Linked DNA regions of Mus musculus: regions 1, 2, 3, 5, 6 and 7 are each linked to region 4. A link is a contact called in public promoter capture Hi-C and targeted proximity ligation data. All regions are on one chromosome and are shown on one strand. The core of a region is the stretch at or near the end of the contact, and the rest is flanking DNA. Distances in the headings are between cores, read along the strand shown.

The links. Promoter capture Hi-C pulls out the DNA fragments that hold promoters and counts their contacts.
Region 1: a contact with region 4 is called in a promoter capture Hi-C map of pre-B cells, with 2.8 times the contacts expected there.
Region 2: a contact with region 4 is called in a targeted proximity ligation map of pancreatic cancer cells. A contact is called at or near these places in 1 of 39 promoter capture datasets (the C10 cell line), 1 of 484 Hi-C or Micro-C datasets (B cells) and 1 of 130 datasets of targeted methods (pancreatic cancer cells).
Region 3: a promoter capture Hi-C map of liver shows a contact between it and region 4, with 5 times the contacts expected there. A contact is called at or near these places in 2 of 39 promoter capture datasets (liver and pre-B cells).
Region 5: a contact with region 4 is called in a promoter capture Hi-C map of liver, with 4 times the contacts expected there. A contact is called at or near these places in 1 of 39 promoter capture datasets (liver) and 1 of 130 datasets of targeted methods (pancreatic cancer cells).
Region 6: a contact with region 4 is called in a promoter capture Hi-C map of liver, with 5 times the contacts expected there. A contact is called at or near these places in 3 of 39 promoter capture datasets (cranial neural crest, liver and pre-B cells) and 1 of 130 datasets of targeted methods (pancreatic cancer cells).
Region 7: a promoter capture Hi-C map of pre-B cells shows a contact between it and region 4, with 4 times the contacts expected there.

What each region holds. Positions count from the first base shown.
Region 1 is chr19:5,892,498-5,895,585 of GRCm38.p6, forward strand. It overlaps Tigd3 (tigger transposable element derived 3), which reads right to left and starts at 1,631. Exons shown (of 2, transcript NM_001362045.1): 1 at 1,473-1,631; 2 at 1-620. The coding sequence starts at 603.
Region 2 is chr19:8,891,292-8,894,381 of GRCm38.p6, forward strand. Ints5 (integrator complex subunit 5) reads left to right here and starts at 1,696. Exons shown (of 2, transcript NM_176843.3): 1 at 1,696-1,857. The coding sequence starts at 1,778.
Region 3 is chr19:5,472,650-5,476,057 of GRCm38.p6, forward strand. Efemp2 (epidermal growth factor-containing fibulin-like extracellular matrix protein 2) reads left to right here and starts at 2,041. Exons shown (of 11, transcript NM_021474.3): 1 at 2,041-2,125; 2 at 2,412-2,529; 3 at 2,759-2,807. The coding sequence starts at 2,419.
Region 4 is chr19:6,920,388-6,923,564 of GRCm38.p6, forward strand. Esrra (estrogen related receptor, alpha) reads right to left here and starts at 1,421. Exons shown (of 7, transcript NM_007953.2): 1 at 1,235-1,421; 2 at 1-12. It overlaps Catsperz (cation channel sperm associated auxiliary subunit zeta), which reads right to left. Exons shown (of 5, transcript NM_001039494.2): 3 at 3,136-3,177; 4 at 2,914-2,980; 5 at 2,039-2,273. The coding sequence ends at 2,164.
Region 5 is chr19:5,039,743-5,042,874 of GRCm38.p6, forward strand. It overlaps Brms1 (breast cancer metastasis-suppressor 1), which reads left to right and starts at 1,621. Exons shown (of 10, transcript NM_134155.3): 1 at 1,621-1,748. It overlaps B4gat1 (beta-1,4-glucuronyltransferase 1), which reads left to right. Exons shown (of 2, transcript NM_175383.2): 1 at 1-290; 2 at 565-1,392. The coding sequence ends at 756.
Region 6 is chr19:4,926,664-4,929,896 of GRCm38.p6, forward strand. Dpp3 (dipeptidylpeptidase 3) reads right to left here and starts at 1,624. Exons shown (of 18, transcript NM_133803.2): 1 at 1,557-1,624; 2 at 122-396. The coding sequence starts at 391. It also overlaps a transcript of Peli3 not described here.
Region 7 is chr19:5,566,580-5,569,944 of GRCm38.p6, forward strand. It overlaps Ap5b1 (adaptor-related protein complex 5, beta 1 subunit), which reads left to right and starts at 1,445. Exons shown (of 3, transcript NM_001362046.1): 1 at 1,445-1,504; 2 at 1,861-2,028; 3 at 2,125-3,365. The coding sequence starts at 1,879.

The sequences.
Region 1 (3,088 bases), core at 381-2,880, 1.0 Mb before region 4:
GGCACATAACAGTACTTGCAACCGATCACATTCAAACACTCTGCCAGGCACCGCGCGATACAACAAGGGTACTTCAGCACAGCCAAAAACATCTTCTGGTGAGAAGTCTTTAAGAGAAAGAGGTGGCTGGGCCTGAGATGGGAGAACTGCAGGAGGAGCTTCAGGAGGGAACAGAGGGACAAGGACCTGGCGAGTCCCAAAGCCCACATTGTTTCGACGTTTCCAGCGGACCAGCCAGCCAATGCTAGGCACGAAATCCTGGCCCATGATATCGGCCAGTTCCTTGGCCTTGTGGAGCAACATGGGCCCCGTTACATCCCAGGCCTTGGCTCGGGCAATGTGGTACCAGCACAGTAGAGCCTCATCGATCCCACTGTATTTGGATTCACGCTTCCGCTTCCGCTCGTGGTTGGCTGTGCCACTGCACCAGTCTGCCAACAGCTTCTCCTTATTCTTGCAGATCCGTGAGATCTGGGGCTGTGAGACCTGGAAGCGCCGGGCCACCTCTGACTGGGACATCTTAGACTCATCCAAGAGTTCCAGCACCTGGATCTTCTCAGCCAGGGACAGGGCGTGAAGCTTCTTCTTGGTGTTCAGCTCCATGACTCCCTGGGAAGCTGCTGGGGGAAGAAAAGTAGGAGAGCGTGCCAATGGCTGAGAGCAAGAAGAACAGAAGAGGTCGGGACCCCTGAAGCCAGAGCAATTCTCTGGAATGCAGAAAGCTGGAGGAGACCAGGCCAGCTGAAAGAGACATGAGATGGCCAGGCTGTGGGAGGAGAGGGCTAGACCCAGAAGAGAGCTGGCAGAGTCGAGTGTTTCTGGTCCGAAGTGGAGAGAATTCTGGGCTGGGGTTTGGTATTGATGGGGTGGAAGGATGAATAGAGGCTAAAGCACAGCTGTAAAGACAACCAGGAGACAGCTGCAGGGACAACAAAGGAGCAAAAACAAGGAGAGGCCTGGGGCTGAGGCTGAGCGGGGCAGGTGTAGGGGACATTCAGGGTGCCAGGGAGGAGTCCCCTGAGAGGAGATGAGGAGGAGGAGGACCTAGGTTGAATTTTGATGGCTGAAGGCAGGTGGTAGACTGAACGGACAGAGTCGAGATGAACAGGTGAGATGGTACAGATGACAAAGCCAGATGGATGGTGTCTGAAGGCGCTAGTACAATTCGGCGCTGGCAAGGCGGGGTGGTAAAGCTACCCAACGGTTCAACCAGGAGAGTGAAGATGCCAAGACGACAAAGGGAGACAGGGTGAGGAGGATGAGGGCAAAAGGGAAGAAGTGTCCTCTGCCCAGTGATAGCCTGGAGTGATATCAGAGAGAAGGGAGCACCGGCCAGGAAGCAGGCGGCTCGAGCGCTGGGCTCTGCGCCCTGGTTCGCTGAGTTGACCCCTCGTCAGTCGGCTGGACGGACACAGGCGTCGACCCCAGCCCGCCCGCCCACCCGGCTACAGGGCCTCCCGCTCCGCACCCACCTCCAGGCGCCGTCCCGCGCCTCCAGTCCCTGCCCCAGCCAGGTTCCTGGGCCTCAGCAGAACCAGAGAGTGACGGGCGCCGCGACCCGAGGACAGAGCGCGCCGAGAGGCTGCTCTGGAGCGGGCGCGCGCAGAGCGCGCACAGCCCTCACCCGGGTCTCTCAAGGCTGGGAAAACCTCGTCGCGGCCCCTCCGCAGCCCCGCCCTAACAAACTGATTAGCCATCAGCGGCAACTTGTCCCGCCTCCAGTTACATCTGATTGGATGCTGTGGAAGTGGCGGTTTGTCAGCCCTCCGGAGGAGGAGCTTCCTGAGTGGAGGGGTCTGGCGGGAAGAACCGGCCTTAGTGCCTATCACTTGTCGACCAGCCGGCGTGCCTTGACAGCCACCCAGGTGATTTCGACCCCATCCCTACGTGGTACCTAACTGGGATACCGGCCCTCCAGGATTTGTTTTGGAAACAAGATGAAAGGAGAAAATGAATGAATGTAAGCTTTTAGTCACAAAAGAGTTACCATGGACAGCGCTGGCCTCTGGTCTTGCCAACGGCCTACAAAATACACCGGTGGCAAGAAAGGACATTTTTTTTTTTAACCAGTTTTGGTGGGTCACGGCAAGATCTAAATTCCTGTTAGTCACTTCCCTCCTTTGTAACTAGGTGTAGATAACTTAGCCCTCCCTGCCCCTAAACAGCCAGGACCCCACTTTTTCATAGGTTTTGAGCCTATCCATTTACCACTGGATGCTGTCAGTCTCTCCAAGTGTCGTCTCCTGCGAACCAAATATTTTCTCTTAAATCTATTTTAGTGGTCTCATCTGCACATTTCTTTTTTGGCCCTCAAGACTACTCAGTTGCTAAGGATTAGTGCCTGACTCCCTGTACTCCTGGCCTACATAGCAGAACAGGCAGTGCATAGTCCAGACAACTCTGTGCAGTAGCAGGCCAGGGCTCAGCTTTCTCTGGCAACAGTGACCTCAGGGTGCTCTAGGAAAATCTGAGCACACTTCAGTCGATATATAAGTATTTAGCTAGAGAGGTTTGGGAGGGGTTCCCTTCCTTGTTGAGGCAGGGCTTTGCTGTGTAGCATACTCCCAGTTGGATGTTAAGCTTCCTGCAGATTCTGTCTCTGACTTCCATGTCCCTCTAAGAGTGCTGGAATAAGGGCTGGTGAGATGGCTCAGCGGGTAAGAGCACCCGACTGCTCTTCTGAAGGTCCTGAGTACAAGTCCCAGCAACCACATGGTGGCTCACAACCATCCTTAAGGAGATCTGACTGGTGTGTCTGAAGATAGCTGCAGTGTACTTACATATAATAAATAAATTTAAAAAAAAGAGTGCTGGAATAACACACATCATCCAGCTCCTTATCTGGGATGCAGGGACAAAATTCAGGTGGTCAGGTTCACAGTCAAAGTGCTTGTCTTGGACAGGGGTACGATGCCAATAAATAAATGAATGGGGAAAAAAGAGAGAAGAGAAGAGAAGAGAAGAGAAGAGAAGAGAAGAGAAGAGAAGAGAAGGGAAAAGTGCTTTAACTAGCTGAGCCATCTCCCAGTTGTTTAGAATCTCAAAGTGGGGCTGGTGACATAGTTTAGCAGTTTAAACAGGAGACCAG
Region 2 (3,090 bases), core at 446-2,945, 2.0 Mb after region 4:
ACTATGTTTAGCATTAGAGTTAAGTAAGGAACATTTCTTTTTGGTTGTGTTTAGGGATTCAAACCCAGGGTACCTGCATTCGAGGCAACCCCTGTGCCATCTACATCTTGAGGGCCTGTATTTCCCAGTCAGCACTCAGTGAGATGCCAGATCTGAGGACTTTGTTTTGTTTTCGAAGATTTTCCTTATATAGGCCAGGCTTGGTTTGATCACATGGTCCTTCTGCTTCTGCCTCCATGGTGCTGGGGTGATGGGTATAAAAGACATGTCCAGCCCCCTTTCCTAACTTTTACCATTGTAAACAGCTAAATAGATACAGGGAGGCTAGTGATGTAACTCAGGGGTAAGGGTACTTGGCCCAAGCCCAACAATCTGAGTTCTATCCCTGTTACCCAAATAGTGGAAAGAGCTGACTCTACTCTTGTCCTCTGGCTTCCACACTTGAATTGTGGCAAGCACATGTCCCCATACACACAGCAAGTGTCAAAACAAAACTCAATTAGACATGGGCTTGCCACATTTAGGTTTTCATTCCTTCTCAACTAAATATCCATAACTGACAACCTTGTGGTTTTGAGTCCTGTGCTCAATGTGTGTGTACACTATATATGTTGTGTATACTATATAGTGTACACTATATAGTGTGTGTACACTATGTATGTAGTGCATGCCTGGAGTCTTCAGAGGCCAGAAGAGGCTGTTGGATCCCTTGGAATCAGAGTTATAGATATTTGTAAACTGCCACGTAGGTGCTGGGAACTGAGCCTGAGCATTTTGAAAGAGCACCAAGTATTCCTAACCCCTGAACTATCTTTCCATCCTCATTGACAATTTTTTATTTTATTTTACTTTATTTTTGAGACGGGAGATCTTTGTAGCCTGGCTGCCCTGGGACACCCTCTATAAAACTGGCTGGCCTCAAACTTATAGAGATCCACCTACCCCTGTCTCAAATGCTGTGATTGAATGTGTACAATACCACTGGCCTTAAACTTTTCTTTTTAGATTTATCTTATGGATATGAATATTTTGCCAGCATGGATGCATGTGTATCATATGCCCATGGAGACCAGAATCAGAAGCCCTGGAATTGCAATTACAGTTTGTGAACTAGCTGCCATATGGGTACTAAGAATTGAACTCTAGTCCTCTGCAAGAATAGCAGTTAAGTGCTCTTAACTGCTGAGCCATCTCTCCATCTCCAGACTACTTTATAAATGTCACACAACTCACAACCACCAGTAACTCCAGCTCCAGGAGGTCTGATGACCTCTTCTAGACTGAGAATAACTCATATACATATCATTTAGAAATAATAAAAAACATGTTGATCTTCCTTCCTTTTTTGTTTTTTTTCGAGGCAGAGTTATCTCTGTAGCCCTGACTGTCCTGGAACTCACTCTAGACCAGGCTGGCCTCGGAACTTCAGAAATCCGCCTGCCTCTGCCTCCCAAGTGCTGAGATTAAAGGCGTGCGCCACCACTGCCCGGTATGTTTATACTTTAACAGATTATTAGATTGCAATGTAGAAGAAAGCCTCGGAAGCTTTCCTATGCCTACGAAGCCCCTGGGGGGTGGGTGTGAAGGTTGTGCTGAGAGCAAGCCTATTACCCGCTGTGACCGATGCGACGCGGAACCAAAGTACTAGGGCTCCAGACTTAGCCGGACGGATTTTCCTGAGAGGCGGGGTCGATAGTTTCTGTCGCGTTTCCAGTCAGCACGCATGCGTCGCCTGTGCTCCGCCGCTCCCGCCTCAGGCTCCGGGTAGGGCTCCGGGATGTCCGCGTTGTGCGACCCTCCCGGGGCCCCAGGGCCACCCGGGCCTGCCCCCGCCACCCACGGTCCCGCGCCTCTCAGGTAGTCAGAGCCCCTGGTATCTTCCTTCATCGCGCCGCCCCGCCAGCCTTCTCCTCAGAAAGCTGGATCTTACCTAGAGAACCCGCGTCAGGATTCTCAGAGATTCTGGTCGCGTCTTCCCGGAACTCAGGGACCGCTTCACTAAAAACTCTGGGCTGCAATGCCTGCCCTGCTCGTAGTTCTGCCTCTCCCGAGACCTCAGTGCCTTCTTCGGCCGGCCTTGCTTTGCCAGCAGTTGGGGACATCAGCGCTCCTGAGAACCCAGCCTCCTTGCCCCTTTTACGGGAGGAGGCTTGGACTACATGAGAGTTTCTGGGGAGCCAAGGCTCGGAGCCGCAATATTTGTTCTCGTATTGAGGTGCCTTTATTTTTGATCAAAGGGAGGGTACAGAACCTTATCTGCCCAGAGAATGCGGTTGTGTTTGACAGAACAGATAGTAGTAAGAGGGAAGGGGTTTTACTTTCTCAACATCGCCTTCTGAGACTCTTAAGACACAGCTTATATATTGGGCGAATTGAAAGGCTTATATTCTGTGCTCCGGGGGATCCCCCACCCCCATTCTCTGCACACTGAAGGCATTTAATTCAGTGGGTGCGTGATTAGAATTCTCTCTCTTTTCCTTCATTCCTTCCCCCCCCCCCCCCTTTTTTTTTTCCGAGACAGGGTTTCTCTGTAGCCCTGGCTGACCTGGATCTCACTTTGTAGACCAGGCTGGCCTCAAGCTCAGAAATCTGCCTGCCTCTGCCTCCTGAGTGCTGGGACTAAAGGTGTGCGCCACCACGCCCGGCTCATTCCTTTCTTTTTTTTTGAGACAGGGTCTCTCTATGGATAGACATAGCTGTCTCGGAATTCGGAATTCATTATGTAGGTTAGCCTTGAACTCAGATCTGTCTGTGTTGGAATTGAAGGTGTATGTCACTGGTTAAGGCTGAATTCTTGAATAGTATGGAAAAGCACACATTTGGGAGGGAGAGCTTTTAGTAAGGTTACAGTTTTCTGACCATTGAGAGATTTCAGGGTGCTTGTGCTGTAGAGGGGGGGCTGAGAAGATGTTAAAGTAGGTATAGAATCTCAATATATTTAGCTAATTCAATTTTTCATTGAGTAATTCCCATATACCATCACCTTAACAAAAGGGAATTCTGTTTTAGGAGTTTAGAAATGGTTCCTGCCTCTTTGTAATATTTATCCTGATTTCTTAACTTTAATTTCTTTACCTGTAAAATGGGATC
Region 3 (3,408 bases), core at 791-3,290, 1.4 Mb before region 4:
TCACATCCATACACACACACTCATGTACATACACACACACACACACACTCTAGTGTGTCAGGAGTTAGTTCCTGGGATTGAACTTTGGATCTTGGTAATGCTAAGCAAGCAGGATGCTACTGAGCTACACCCCTCACCCTCTATTGCTTAAAAAAGTCAGTGCTGGAGAAATGGCTCCAGTATTCCTCTTCCGGATGACCTGAGATTGGTTCCCACATCGGGCAGTTAACAACTTCCTGTAATTCCAGGTCCAGGGGACACTGCTGGCCTCTGTGGACACCTGCACTCGGGTGTATATACCAACACACAGATACACATGTATATGCATCATTAAAAGTTAATTTTTTTATTTTTTCTTTTTTTTTTTTTAAAGATTTATTAATTTATTTCATGTATGTGAGTACATTGTTGCTGTCTTCAGACATACCAGAAGAGGGCATCCAATCCCCATTACAGATGGTTGTGAGTCACCATGTGGTTACTGGAAATTGAACTCAGGACCTCTGGAAGAGCAGTCATTGCTCTTAATTGCTGAGCCACCTCTCCAGCCCGTTAATTTTTTTTTCTTTTTTCTAATCAAGGCAATGGAAGCTGAGGAAATGTCTTATTGGGTAAACCGCTTGCTACACAGCATGAGGGTCTGGGTTCAGATTTCCAGCCCTAGCATAAAGGCCAGCTATAGTGGTGATGCAGGTTTGTAACCCTTAGAGGGCCAGGGAGGTGAAGACTGGCAGACCACTCTGGCACTCTGGCCACGCAATCTAGCTAAATTAGTAATTTCCAGCGACAAACCCTGTCTTAAAACATAAGGTGAATAGGTACACACGAATATACCACATACATTACCACTCAGACAGTTAAATGAAATGAAGCAGATTTTTTTTTTTAAACGTCAAGGCAGAGCGGAGCATGGTAGTGTACACCTTTCATCCCAGAGCCTAGGAGGCAGAAACAGGCGGATCTTTGTGAGTTCGAGGCCTCATCTACTTAGTGAGTTCCAGAACAGTCAGAGTTACACAATGTGAGACCCTGTCTCAAAATGACAAAACAAAAACAAACAAACAAACAAGATGGAAAGAGGTTGGGTAAGGGAAAGTTAAGGAAGACCTGGTTATTGCCGCTAGCGGTCTGGGCCAGGCACGGGAACCCTGGACACGCAACCCTTTCCCGTCTAGGCCCGCCTTGAGACGTGGGCAACGCGAAGTCCCGCCCATTCACCCCTTCCTGGGCGCTGGAGGCACCCAGACTCCGCCTCCAAGGCATGATCTCCGCTGGGGGCGGAGGCGGAAACTGGGTGGGGGACTTGGATGGGAAGAGGCTCGGGAAAGGGCTGGCACTGGGCCCTAGTGTCCTCCGCGCCCAAGTTCAAGCTTGCCCGCCTTCCCAGGGGCTTCCATTCATTTCGAGCCAAGAATACTGCTGCCCTCTCCCCCATACTACTGTAGTTTTGCGCTGGCACGGCTTGGGGAAGCAGTACCCCAAGTAAAGAGACCACCTGGAGGCCGTGGATGTGGATGCAGAGGGAATTGGACAATTAATTTGGACAATTAATTAAGTTGGACGAGGGTCTGGAAACCTTGGATGAAGTTTTAGGATCATCTAAGTGATGATGGTTTAACACTGGATAAAATTCTGAAAGGAGTAGAATTTGAAGCTCTGAGGATTAAATGCCTAGTAGGTTCTGGGAGGCGCAGAATCGGGTTACACGGAGGTGCGAATGCACAGCATGGGATTCCGGAGGCACAGGTTAGATAGGGTCTAGGTGGGCAGAATAACATTTTGAGTGAAGGCCCGGGGTCCTTAGGTGAGTTTGGGGGCCAAGCATCAAGGTCAGTGGCCTAAGGATCCAAACTTTGGGAAACTCTGGCTGGGCGTCCGCAGGCGACTCCAGGCAGCGCCGCGGGGGACCGGGTGGGGGCCTGTGGCCGGCCGGGGCGGAGAAGCCGGGGGGTCGGGGTCCCTCCCCCTGGCGCGGGCTCAGGAATCCGCCGAAGGGCGGGCGGAGGCGCCGGGGTGGGCCGCGGCCGGCGGGCGGGCGGGGGGCGCTTCCTGGGGCCGCGCGTCCAGTGAGCTGCGCGGTCCGTCCGTCCGTCCGCCCGCCCGCAGGCACTGCTGGAGTCGACGCGTGAGTGGCCTCCAGCGGAGGGAGGGCGCGGGCCGTTTGGCGGCCGAGTCGGTGCTGCGCGGAGCGGGGAGGCCTGCGCTTCACGACTCGCGGGGCGGGGGCGGGGCGGTCCGGGATTGCGGGCCTGGGCCATAGGCCTGCGAAAGGATTCTGTCCCCAGCCCTGGAAGGTTCCAGCCTCAGCACAGTCCTGAGACGAGACAGCTGGGACCCAGGCTCCCCTTCCAGATAGAGGGAATGGGGGGTGCTGTGGCAGAAACCCCTGACTTCTGCCCACCACCTCCCAGCCTCAGGATGCTCCCTTTTGCCTCCTGCCTCCCCGGGTCTTTGCTGCTCTGGGCGTTTCTGCTGTTGCTCTTGGGAGCAGCGTCCCCACAGGATCCCGAGGAGCCGGACAGCTACACGGTGGGGACCGTGGGGTCACCAGCTTGGGATGGGATGGGAAGGACAGTGAGATCAGGATCCTGGGGAGGCTGCTTCTGGGCAAGATTCTCCCCGGCTTGGTTGGTGGAAAGCTGGAGGCCATTGTGTGGAGCTGACCCGAGCATGACTCTGAACTCTGGCCCTGGTCTTGGCCTGGCTAGTTGGTGGAGACAGCCAGGGTGGTCACTGGCCACATCGGGTTCCCTTCCAGGAATGCACAGATGGCTATGAGTGGGATGCAGACAGCCAGCACTGCCGGGGTGAGTCTCTGTCTGGGGTACTAGCCATCTTCAGGAACTGGGAAGGGGGTTGTTGTTTCCCAGGGATACCTTACCTCCCAGAGCTGCTGCAGGAACTTGATGGCCCTTTTCCCTGTCCAGCTTGGTAGCCAGCCATGCTTCCCTTGTGCCACTCAGTTAGGAGCCCTGCCCCTTCAAGAAGCTGGACAAACGGCCTCTATCCTGCAGGAGGGAAGGGAGCACCTGGCTATTGCCCAGAGAGAAGGAAATACGCACACCTTCCCTGGACTGCACTGTACCTGCCTAGCCCAGCTCTTTATCCCAATGCAGCCTGGGAGAGCCGTGCATGCCCCGTGGGTCGGCAGGCCCGCAAAATTTCTCTTGGGCAAAGGTAGAGGCAGGGATTTGAGGAGGCAGGAGAATGGAGATACCAGTGTGAAACAGGGGGCCCCACTCCCAGTCCTGCCAATCCCTGGCAGGGCTTCTGGGTCAGCAGCCTTAGTTTGCCTAGCAGAGAGAAAGTCTTGCTCTGTTGCTCAGCTTAGAGAAGGCCAAGTTGGGCATCTGCCTCCCACTACCTCCAGGGCCAGCCCAGGTGACTGGCTGTGCCCAGCAGGCCCCT
Region 4 (3,177 bases), core at 171-2,670:
GGTGCTGGTCACCTGCAGGGAAAGACCATCAGGGTCACAGGGAGGCACCCTGCCACATAGGTTGGGCAACACTGGGACTAAGCCAGGCTTCCAGGCTCAGCCAAGGAGAAGGAGGAGGCAGAGTCCAAGGAAGGGCTGCCCATGAAGAGGGCCCCCAGCTGTCGCCATGGGAACAGAGTCTCCAGAGCCTCTGAGGCCAGTAACTGACAGCAGGTCTTCCTCTTGGGAACCTGGGAGCGGCTTGGCAAGTCTAGCTCCCACCCAAGCCAGGAAGCAGGCTAACCTCAACCTGCAGGCAACTCTCAACCCCGAGCATAAGCATGATCCTCTCCTCAGTTTTCTCCAGATGTACTCCAGGAGGTACTCTCAAGTATTCAAGAGCATACTGAGGAACCGGGAGGGGGCTAAGGGGGGCCAAGGGGGGCGGAGGCAAAGGATATGGCCACTCTCTCAGGAGTTTCCACATGTCCACACATGCTCACACTCTCCTGGGAACCTTCCACTCACACATGGCCTTTAACCAGTCCCAAGTTCTCACATACTCCCAGCAAAAGAGCACACTCAATAAGCAAACTCACACTCAAGTCTTCTAATCCCTCACCACACTCTTGTAAGGGAGTCTCTCACCTCTGACACGCCACCCCCTCCAGCTTTAGCAAGCCCAGTCCAGCCACGCCGTGCAGGGCGCGGCTCCACCTCTTTTGCACCCCAAACCTGCAAGGTTCATTCTTACACTCCAGCTACCGCAGAGTTCACCACCTCTCGCGACCTCCAGGGCCGCCCCCCACCCCCCATTAACCTGCGCACACCTATGGGAAGTTGCCTGAAGTTACTAATCTCCCCTCCCCCCATTGCCCGCGGGGGACTTCTATCAGGTTATCAGGAAGTAAGAAGAGGCGACAAGGAAGAAGTTCTCCCTCGCGCTACGATGACCTATGACCCAGAGAGGAGGGTGGCCCAAAGCCCCTGCAAGCGCCCCCACGTGGCCTCAAGGGACCCTTTCAATTCCAGCCCACCCCGAGGACTCCCGCAATGCTCAAGGATCGATCTGAACGCTGCCCGGGGACTCGCTCCAAGGCCCGAGGCTAACTGGAGGCCAGGACCTGAAGCCAGTCCTGACCCGGCCGACGCACCAGGCGCGACCCCGCCCGCAGCCCGCCCCCCGCCCGCGCTTGCACATGGCCCCCGCCGCGCCCGCCCACCCCCGCGGCCGCCTTCCCCTCCGCCCCCGGACCTTGGGCTCCGGCAGGGCTGGCGGGCAGGCATGGGGGCCGAGCGGCCCGGAGCGCCGGGGTGAGCGGGGGCCGCCTCCTCCGGCCGCACCGCCCCGCCGCGCTGCGTCCCCCCTCACTCGGCGGCGCCGCTGGCTGCTTGTAGGACACAAAAGGACATCGCGGCTGCTTCCTACTCCGCTTCCTCCAGCTGACAGCGGAGGCGGGGCCGGCCTGCGCATGCAAAACAGGGGGTGGGGCCAGGTGCCCTATGCTAATATCCGAGGGAGGCGGCGGCGCCTGCGTACCCGGAGGACAGCGGGCAGGCCTTGTCGATACACACGCGTGCGCGGCCTCCTGTGGGCGGGGCCTGAACCTAGGGGAGGAGCGAAGACTAGGAACTGGTGCGGGAGAGAAGCCGGAGCACCCTTGCATCACGAAGGAGGGCGGTGCTCTGCCTTATAAGAGTGGGCGTAGCTGTTCAGTGAACTCACTCTGTGAGGGCGTTGAACGTGTATGTAAATGAAAGGCGGGTTTATGTAACTGCATATGCATAAGGGGTGGGGCCTAACAGGGTGCTGCTCCCCACCCCACCCCATTATGTTGATGGGACACTTGACAGATTTGGTAGATCAGCACCCCTGAGGACCCTCAAGTGGAGAAGCAGACCTAAAACATGCAAGTAGCCCTGGTTTGCGAGTTCCTCAAAGGCAGAGGTGAGACACGAGCGGACAAAACTCAAGGTCACTGCGGTGACCGAATGAAGGTCACGGGGAAAGGCGGGGCCACGTGCGTCCGCCTCACGCAAGCAGCCACGCACTGACTCTGGGACCATGCATAGACTCTTTAATTTCTCTAGGATTCAAATTCCATGCAGATGAGGTTGAGCTTGGGTTCGAGGGACCGGAAAGGACACGGAGCGGACGTCTCGTCGGCCACTTGAGCTGGAGGTTCACTGATCCAAAAAGTACAGCCTCTTGTTCCTGCGCTTCCTGATCCCTTCGATGTATCCCTGCAGCTCTTTAGTCATGAAGTGGTTCCTGCCAATCGTGGACCTATATGCTAGGGAGAGGGAAGAGCTGAGCTCAGGGCCATGAACAGCAGCAAAGGGCTTCCCCCATTTGAGGAACCACAGGTGATTTGAGGTGGCATTTAGTGCTGGATTTGGATCTGTGTTAGTTTGGGGAATTTTGGGTCTCCTAGGTGCGATGTGAAGAATGGAGGGGAAGAAGGCTGAAGAAGTTGCTGCAAGCCTGAACAGAGGCAGTGAGACCCAACCTCCTCCTGAGCCGCTCACTCTAACTAGTTATCTGGCCCTTTCTTCCCTCTATGTGCTCATATACCATGAGCAGAAGGTTACGCAGATAATCCAATATCCAGTACATTTACCCAAAAAAAATCCCGATGTGTCACAGCTCCCACACCTGGGAGTGAAGCAAAGCTACCCAAAGGCTGTCACTCCACTGAACAAGCAGAGAAAACAGACTTGCTAGAAAGGGGCTTATTTTAAGTCCTCTGAGTCACTCACTCCATTGAGTCGGCCTGTGCCTACTCTCTTGACTTTTAATTTTTAGGGCATCCTTGTGAGTGCTAAGGGGATCTGACAAGACTACATATCCTGAAACTCCACAGCCCCAAGCCCTGCCAAAGCCACCAGGATCTTTTGTGGAAGCTGGGGTGGGGGTGGGGGTGGAGTGCTCACTGATGAGGGCTTTTTTGAGAATATCCAGAACTTCAGTCTCCATGAGCTCCATCAGAGGCAGAGGCAGCTGGAAAAGCAACAAGAGACTCAACCAGTTCCATGGAAAGCTGAAGTGGTCCCCACATGACCTCCCCAGCTTGCCTGCCCCACTTTCCTGAAACCTGCCCATCTGCTGCTGCCCACTACTCAACCCCAGTAGTCTCCCCAGTAGTATCCTCCAACCCTGTTCTGCTGCTCTGTCCAGTAGGTTCGATGTGGCTTCCA
Region 5 (3,132 bases), core at 371-2,870, 1.9 Mb before region 4:
TGGTGCCTGCATTTGAAATCCGCCGGTCCCGCCGAATGCCGATGAACAAGAACGAGCTGGTGCAGCTCTATCAGGTGGGCGAAGTCCGGCCCTTCTATTATGGGCTGTGCACGCCTTGCCATGCGCCCACCAACTACTCCCGCTGGGTCAACCTGCCAGAGGAGAGCTTGCTGAGACCTGCCTACGTGGTGCCCTGGAGGGACCCCTGGGAACCATTTTATGTGGCTGGAGGAAAGGTGCCCACATTTGACGAACGCTTTCGGCAGTATGGTTTCAATCGAATCAGCCAGGTACTTAAAAGGGAGAGGGCATGTAGGACTAAGACTGGAGGCGTGTCAGGGGTGAAGTGGCCATTGGTGGAAAGGAGGCAGTGAAGCAAGAAGAAAGTGGTTGGATGATGGAGAATTGAGGACAGTGGAGTGGAACTTTAGGGATGATCATGTGGGCCCTGGGGATATCATTAAGTTATTGTGATTAAATCACTGTGACCTCTCCCTGTCTCTCTCCCTCTCTTCCCTCTCCCCTCCTCTATCTCTCCCTCCCCCCCCCCCGCCCCTTTTCCAGGCTTGTGAGCTGCACGTGGCAGGGTTTAATTTTGAGGTGCTGAACGAAGGTTTTCTGGTTCATAAGGGATTCAAGGAGGCATTGAAGTTCCATCCCCAAAAGGAGGCTGAAAACCAGCGCAATAAGATCCTTTACCGCCAGTTCAAACAGGAGTTGAAGGCTAGGTACCCCAACTCTCCCCACCGATGCTGAGTCCTTGTCTTCCATGGTCTGAGAATTGTCAGTATCTGGCTCCAGGCCTGACTGGGGTAAGAAACATGCCTCCACTTTACAGAGGTAGCTATGGGTTTGGAACACTGGACTTGACTATGGGGTGCTGGGAGTCAAGTCTCAGCTTTACCACTAACTAGCTGTGTGGCCTTGAGCAAATACTATTACTTCTCTGAGCCTCCGTTACGCCGTCTGTAAAAAGGGAGGTGAAAATACCTACCTCACAGAACTGTTGGCTCAGATGAGACGCTGTATGTGTAAACATCCTGTAAACTTCGTACAAATGTGAAGTATTATTAATATTGCTACAGTGTTATTATGATATTGTTACTATTAACCATGTTGGGTGGATAGCGGCAGAGCAAAAAGTTTGAATGGGCTAGAGGTGGGAAGCTTGAGTGTTTAATAAAATGAGGCTTTTGGAAAGAAAGATGAAAACGTAGAATGTAGTGCTAAGAACGTTTCCCGTTCTCTCATGCCTTCGCCCTCCGCCCTCCGAGATCCCTGAAGGAGGAAAGAGATAAAGGTTAAAGTCCCAGATCTGTGCCCTCCAGTAGGTTGGGCTGCTCATTTGCCTTCGGATGACATTATGTAAATAAACGAATGTCACACCCACAGCTGGCTCTGTTACTCTCCTAAGCCGAGGGGTGGTGGGCCGGAGCACCGTGTTAGACGGCGGTGGACCCAAGGACACCGACCACAATGCTAGGACAGGCTGAAGGCCTGGGTTACTGGGGGCCAGTTGCTATGGAGACCCGTCCGCCGTATCCCGGCATGCCTGGACACCAGTGGTTCCATTGTAAGCGCCACAAATGGGCGCCTCCTGATGACGCACACGGAAGCGTCGACACCTCCTGGAGAAAGAGAATCCTGCGCAGCACTGTTCCGGAGATCAACGGCGGCGGCGTTCACACCCTGGGTCGGACAGCTCTCCGGGAGTCCTGGACGTGAGGCCGGAGGCCCCAGTGTCTGCGGTGCGTATGGCCACGCCCGGCGCTGGGTTGGGCTTTCCGGATCGGAGCTAAAGCAGAGACTTAACCGGCCCGACTCGCGCGCTGGCCTGAGAGGAGCCCGCGGTTCCGAGGGTGGATCGAGGTGGGATAGTTCCTTGCGCCGCAGAGTTTGTCCTCTGTGTCTGTAGGGAGGGGTCTGCTTTCCCTGGAGGTTTGCTGTGGAGGTGCTTATACACCGCGCGTTTACCGTGTGCCTCTTCCACTCCCTACAACCCTCAGCAATGGTATATCCCCTATTTGTACCCGGGTTAAGGAGGGACGATTGGTTGTGACTTCATTTAACGAAGTCAGGATCAGAGTCAGCTGGAGGAAGGAGATCCTTGAATTCATCCTGCGTCTTAGAAAGAGTATATACAACGGTGAAAAGGAATTGCCAGTGTGGAGGGTCTGAGGCGTGAAAAGGGGAACAGTGAGGCTGTTTTGGAGATCTGGATTTTCAGAGCAGGAGGAAATGCTACTAAACTCTCCTGCAGGTCCGGCGCTATAATTACTTGCATGGGTGTGAAGGAGCGTTACTCCAAGTAGGGTTGCCAAGAAGGAAAAGCCAGTTTCTATACTGCAAAAGTTTATGTTGTTTAATTTGGGTTTAGAAATTCCCAGTCATCAAGTGAGCTGGCACTGCACTGGGCGAGTAGGACAGCCTGCTGCCCTGTCCTGATGAAACACCCACATTTCACTGGGTGGTCGGACATGAGACTGGGAGAATATGAGATAAAAAACAAAGAAACCTTTAATCCCAGCACTAGGGAGGCAGAGGCAGGCAGATTTCTGAGTTCGAGGCCAGCCTGGTCTACAGAGTGAGTTCCAGGACAGCCAGGGCTACACAGAGAAACCCTGTCTCGAAAAAAACAAAACAAAAAAAAACTTCCTGGGGGAAGGAGTTATGCCTTCCCCATGGGAAAGACTTACAGAGCAGCAACCAGAGATGTAGAAATCACACCAGTGTGAACTAGAAGCATCTACATCCAAGATGACCTATTCTCTCTGGGGGCCTGGCAGTATCAATCTCTCGTTGTCTCCTTCCTTCTGAAAATACCTTCCACCCTAACTCTTGGATTTTCAATCTGTTCTGCAGAGGTTTCTCCTCCTGCCTCCTTTGTTGACCTTGGGAATTCCAACAGAGGCCCCTTCTCACAGTTCCGCCTGAAAAGTCAGACTGCACAAAGCCTAAATAACTTGCCGTATGTAGCTAGAGGAGCCTGGGTCTAGTGGAAGTTCACATGCCTGTGTCCCTGGTCCCTTTTCTCACTTCTAGGTCTTTGTACTTGTTTTTCACTCTGCCTGGAATGTTCCATCTCAGGCGGCCTGGTCCTCACCTAGTCTGTCTCCCTCTGGAAGCTGTCAC
Region 6 (3,233 bases), core at 374-2,873, 2.0 Mb before region 4:
GCTAGCACCCTTTAGTCTAATCCTCTACCTAGTTGGAGAGAGAGCCCTATGCCCCTTGTTCCTGGTCCTTCGCACATCTCCAGAAGCCCCTCAGAAGCCAGGCGAGCCTGTGAGAACTGACCTGGTACTCTTCTTCAGTAAGACCCTCAGCCAGGGCATGTTGGCGCAGCTGGTCAGGGTCCTGGGCACGGAAGAGGCGGCTAAGCAGGGCATAGATGTAGGGGGCTTCAGGGGATGTCTGGAGCAGCACTGCCAGGCCCCCATACCAAGCAGCTCTAGACAGGTGATGGGCATAGAGGCGCTCTGTGGGTGACAGCAGGCGGAATGCCTCCCTGCAGTCCAGGCTAGACACACCAATGTCATTGGGCAGGATGTACTGGGTATCTGCCATGAGCCCTGCAAGAACACATCACAGTCATCTCAGAGAGCGCAGCATCTTCGCGGCTGCTCTGAAAGCTCATGAGCTAACTAACTTCTTCCATCCAGAAGTCCAGGAGGGAGTAATCCAGTCGCATCCATTCACCTGAAATGCTGGGATTCAAAGACTCAAATACTTGCGGGCCAGCTTTGGCCTGTGGCCTCTCAGACTTAAAATCTGAATCCAATCACTTCATATTACAGATGAGGACACTAAGGCCCAGGATGCCAAGTGTACGAAGGAAGAACCGGCAGAACACAGCCTCATTACTAGACTCCCAGCCCCAGCCACTCCCTGCCTCATCTCCACCTTCTCAGATGTCCTAGTCTCTGTTCAGAATTTCCCAACACCTCTAGCTCATCACAACTGCTGACAAAGGCTTCATGCTGGATATCCACCCCACCGTCCCAACCCCGCTCCACCAAAAGGTCTAAAACCCAGGGCAGCCGCTTCACCTCCCTGCACTGCTCTTTGCTCCTCTGCAACACTGACTGTGAGTATGACACCAAGCTCAACAGCTGGGTATGAAATCCAGGACAGGGATGTGACCCAGTTGGTAGAGTTTGTCTAACCAACAACCAGGCCCAGGGTCAGATTCCAAGGTCAGTCTGGGGTACATAAAACCTTGTCAAAAAATAAATCAAAAACAGCAATGATATTTTGTCCCAGCTTTTCCCTCCTAGCATCTGCCCCAGTCTCATGTCTTTCTTCAGCCCTTCACTATCCTGTTTTCTTCTGTTGCTCTGTTGGGAAGCCATATAAGGGCACAACCCATTTTCCAGATAGGAACCATATGACATTTGGAAAGCAAGCAACTTATCCAAAGCTTTTCAGCTCAGTTGGGACCCAAGGAATTCCGAACCCACCACATTCTCCACGCTCCGCCCCTGGCTAAGGACACGTTTCCACCCTCTGTACTCCTTATTTGCGCGGCTCCGCCCCATCTACCCCTTCGCTCGGAAAGAGGTGTTAACTCTTTACTGCCTGGAAATTCTCCTTGCCCAAAAGCTGGGAGAGATTTGGAAGAGGCACTGAAGGGTGGACAGAAAGGGGATGATCTTGCATGCACAGCCAGGCCTCGCTCTGATCTCCTGAAGATGACACACCGTGACCCCAAAACCAAGGCGCTGTACCTCACCTGCTGCAGCTGCTCCGTTCGCAAACTCACTTCCTGCTTCCGGCTCCCCGCCCCATTCATTGGGACACAAGCCCCGCCCCTACCGACCCGTAGTCGCCCCAGGGATCAGACGGACAGCAGCTACAGCCAGTAGAAGAACCGAAGACAGTTCCTCCCCTCATCTTCTCCCCGCCCCCAAGCGCTACGGGTGGTGCCTGCCTTGCAAGGACCGCGAGGCCTTGGCCTTTTGTCTGCTGGCCCTCACTGCACAGAGGCGTGGCGTAGGGCGATGTTTGGTGAAAAAGTTTGAGTTTCTCAGTACCCCGCGTGGCTGCTGTCGGGTACCGACAGAGGGGACTGACAAGGTCCCCAAACGTGAGAGTTCCTATACATCGGGAGCCTCCACACATGTAGCTGGGAGCCTGCTCTCTTTGGGGTTTCACCTCCAGTGTCCCTACCCTGGATTTGGCAGTTAGGAACCTCCACTTAGAGAAGACTATAATAATGTGGACCCCCTCCTCCCTGGATTTAGGATTTGGAGATGCTATTTGGAGACTACGAAGCTCTTACAAAGAGTGTATGTAGGCTGTGCGAATAGTAGTCCCATCCACCAGTAGTCCCAGGGGTGCAGAAAAATGCTACAGGTGCTCCACTGGGTCGCCATGGAAGCCATCCTTAAAACATTGGGAACCCCAGTTTCCTCAACGCACTTGAAGTCGAGGCCAGCTAGTAGCTGGCACTTTCTTAGTGTGACCACTTGCCAGCTAGAATAGAAAAGCGGTCTCCAGTGACATTGACTGGAGGGCAGCCCAGGATGCAGACAAGCATGTTGTTTACTCTTGGTAGTCAGGGAGGAGTCTTTCTGGGTGACCCATGGCTCTTGCAAGTACTTGCTGACCAGATGTGGTAAGCACTGCAAAGAGCTGGGGCCTGACTTAGGCTGTCTAGGGTTCAATCAGATGTCTGTCTCCTACCAGCTGTGTGACTTTAGATAGCTCACTTCTCTTACTCTGGAACACTGTCAGCTTTACTTCAGGACTAAGTCTACCCAAGGGATGGGCAGCCATCAAGAGGTAGTGCTGTCCCCTAGAGTTGTGTAGGAGGTAGTGTTTCGGGACTGAAATCCAACACACCTTCCTTACCTTGCCTATTTAGAGGGGCCAGAGCAACCATGTGCTTAAGGCCAGCCTTGTCACCACAGCGCTAGTAGCTCTTGGTTCTGATTGGTGAGTGTCATTATAAGGGGGAATTCTGTAAAAATGTGTCCCGAGGAAAGTCCTCTTCTTTCCTTTTGCCTGTTCTCATTGTTTCTAGACGAGGTATAAAGTTGTCTGACTGAGACCCAGTTGAAATGTAAGTGTAACCAGATAGGAAAATAAGGGCTATCCATAGCCACCAAGGGCAAATTCAGGCAAGTGAAGGATCCCAGGGCCCAAGACCCCCAACCAAGCTGCATGGTGTCGTGTTATAACCGCAGTCAACAGGAGTGCATGTTAAATGAAGTCCTTTACCAGCGGCTTGCCATATAGAATTTCATTTAATTCTTGCAAAAACCCTGAGATAACATATCACTGTTGTACCAATTGCACAGGTGAGAGGACCTTTGATTTTATAAGACCTTCCACTATACAGTTTCCACTCCTGCAGCAACACACACACAACACACATTTTCTCTCTCTCTCTCTCTCCTTCTCTTTC
Region 7 (3,365 bases), core at 195-2,694, 1.4 Mb before region 4:
CTCTGGGCCTCAGACAGGGCAACCAGACAGGCTCCTACTCCAACCTGCCTTCCCAGCCCAGGGCTGCTCTCACCCTGGCCTCTTTCATCTTGGGCCTAATTAGCCGGGCGCCCCACCCCAAAGCTTCTTAAACAGGAGTCATCACTCCCAATTTATAGATGGGGAAACTGAGGCACCTAGAGGGAAGTGGTTTAGAGCTGTCGCCTGTGAGTCAGCTGTGGAGCCAGAGCCCAGAAGAGCAGAGACCAGGTCTTCTAGCTCCCCGTGCCTCCCCCAACGCCCCCATGTCTCCATTCTCTCTTCTTCTACCCTTGTTCTGGGGGCCCAGGCAGTCTTCTTTTTAGGACCCTACCTCACCACTCTCATCTGCAGCCAGGTCAGGATAAGGGGCTAGGAAGGAACTTGGGCCACCCAAAGGGACAAAGACAAAGAAATAGCCAGAGGCTAGCAATGGGGGCTCAGGTGTTTCATCTTCAAAGTGGCTAGCAGGAGGCTTTATAGGACGGTGAGTATGAGATTTGGACGACAGAAGGTCTGAGCCCCTGAAACTAGCGGGCCAGTGAGCACCCACAGCCTGGGACTCGCCAACAAGCCCAGATACAGTCCTCTGGACTCTAGTAGGTAGCGTGTGTACTACTTGGCCAGAAGTCTGGCAGCCCGGCCGTTGTCTTCTCAAGCCTTGGTTTCTCGGTTCATATTAGGTGTGTTACGAGCTGAGTGACCCTCCAGGCCCCGCCAACACGCACACCTAGAGTCAGGATCCCGTTGTGTTTCGGCTTCGCTGCGTCTTAAGGTCCCGCCCTGCTCGCTCTACTCTAGCGCGCCCGACCCCTGTAGGCAATCCGTGCGACTTCGGGCAAAGGTCAGCAGCTACCATCCGGCTGCGACCCTGGCCCCGGGTCCTCGCCTCCAAGCAGAGCGAGGTGGTCCCCCCCAGCACCCCCGACGCCAGGTCAGCGTTGAGGACGCCAAGCCAAGCCCTGCGGCGCCGGTTCGACCGGTCCCGCAGTGACCCACGCCTTGCTCTTCCTGCTCTGCCCTGGGACTGCGCCTCGCGCGCCACCCAGCGGCCGCCCGAAGACCCGCATTCAAGCAGCCGGGCCAAGCGCGCAGTCACCGGGCCCGGGCGGGAGGACTGGGGGACGCGCTGGCCGCCTTCCCGATCTGCCCAAGCCGCTGTTCTGCTCCAGGGCCTGGGAACGCAGTTCCATCGGGGAGCGGACCGGGAGCCCGGCCCACCAAACCCCGCCCCTGCCCGTGCCTGCGGCAGTTTCGGGGCAGGGGGCCTGCACGGCGAGACAGTTACTCAGACCTGGCGAAACCGGCGAGTCGGCACCTGCCGGCCTGGCGGGCGTGGCAGGCGGAGGCTCCGTTACGCCCCGCCCCCGGGCTCGCCCCGTCCCGGCCGCCCACGCGCCGAGCGCCGCGCCCCGCCCCGGCCCGCGCCGCCAGCCTGCCAGCCCGGAAGGAGCCGACCGAGCGCCCGCGGCAGCTGACTCAAGCGGTGAGAGAGGCCGACCCGTTACCACGGGCGCCAGGGGCGCGAGCGACGCTGTGGTTTCGATGCCCTTCGTAGGCGGGAGGCTTAATGAGCTCTCCGCACGCACCTTCTGGGCACCCCCACCCCGATCCTGCGGGTCCTATCCTGCAGGGGCCCGGGCTGTTGCTTCCGGCATTATCTCCGAAGCCTCCAGAGTTCATCTCGGGACCTAGGCATTGGGGGGCGGGGAGGGGTCTGCAAGACGGCCCTAGGGTAACAGCAGCCCCTCGGGAAGGTGGAGGACCTGGGCGCCCTCTAGTGGCCGTAAAGGCCTGCGCGTCGTCCTCGCCTCGGTGTCTGATGCTCTCTTCCCTTTACAGAGAAGTGGATGACTGACCATGGGGCCCCTAGGTCGAGAAGCCTGGGCCCAGCGCCTGGGGGCCTTCCGAGCCAGCCCATCCGCCTTTCTGGCAGGTGCCGAAGGTGAGGATTTGGGTCGCGACCTGTTGAGTGACCTAAGGAGTGAAAAGCTAAGCGAGCAGACCAAGGTAGGTCCTGCCCGTGTGCCCTGCCGTGGTCCATATGGTTGCTTCATACTACCGCATGCTGAACTCAACGAGTTCCTCTTAAATCCCCCATCTCAGGTTTCCTTACTGACACTGAGCTTGGAGTACTCTGATAAACTTTGGCCTGATGCACCTGCCGCGGAGGCTGCTGCCACTTCCCTGTTGGACACGCTTGTCCTCCTGCCCACAAGACCTTCAGCTCTCCGGAGGCTCCTGTTGTTGGCAGCCACTACAGCCCTGGTGTCAGGAGATGCTCTCGGACCCACTTCGGGAGCTTCCTGCCGGCTTCTGCCCTTACTTCTTGGCTTAGCTTCAGGCCGAGACTTGGGACGAAGCTTTGGAACCCCTTCAGAACAGCGCCATCTACAGGCCACAGCCTGTGAATGCCTTGGAGAACTTGAGCGCTGTAAGCCTGGGCTGCTGGCCGGCGCCCTGGGGATGCTGCGGAGCCTCCCAGGGCAAACAGGTCCCATCCAGCCTGTCAGCCTGCTTCTGGCCCTTGTTCTACACGACACCTTGGTGGTACAGTCCAGGTCTGGGGCTGGCCTGCAAGGCCTGCTGGTGGCTGAGGACTTCTCCACTGGGAGTTGTCCCTGGGACTGGACCCTGGCTGAGGAATGGGATGCCCATCTTAAGCCCCAGGGGCCCAGCTGGCCCACAGCTGGGGAGGAGGAGCGTGGCTTTCCGGTTCTAGAGCCCAGCCCCGAGGACGCCCGAGAGCTGAAGGCTGCCGTGGCCCAGCTTCTGGACACTTCCTATCTGCTCACTCCTGTGGCTCAGGCTCAACTTCTGTGGCTGTTGGGCTGGGCCCTCCGGGGTCTTCGGGGACAGCCACCAGTGCTTTTCAAGCCACAGCTGGTTCGGCTGCTGGGCACGGCACAGCTGACACTGTTACACTCAGTTCTGTCTCTGAAGGCGGCCTTTGGCGAGGCCCTGTTCACTGCACAGGATGAAGCTCTGCTCCTCCGCAGGCTCACCTTGGGAGCCCAGCACCCAGCTTTACCCTCGCCCACACACCTCTTTTACCTGCATTGCATCCTGAGCTTCCCCGAGAATTGCCCACTAGGTCCAGAGGGGGAAGAGGCTGCCCCGCTGCTGTTGGGGCCCCAGCTGTGCCGGGGCCTCATGCCCAGTCTCCTTCATGACCCAACGGTTCTCCTGGCCCGCCTGCATTTGCTGTGTCTGCTCTGTGCTGACGATGAGGAAGAGGAGAAAGACCAGACTCAGGGCCCACAGTGGTTCCTACAGGAGGTGCTGGCTGGGCTACAGCAAAGGGCAGCCCTGGATGGTGGTCCCCGGGCCTTGGCCACTCTCTGTTT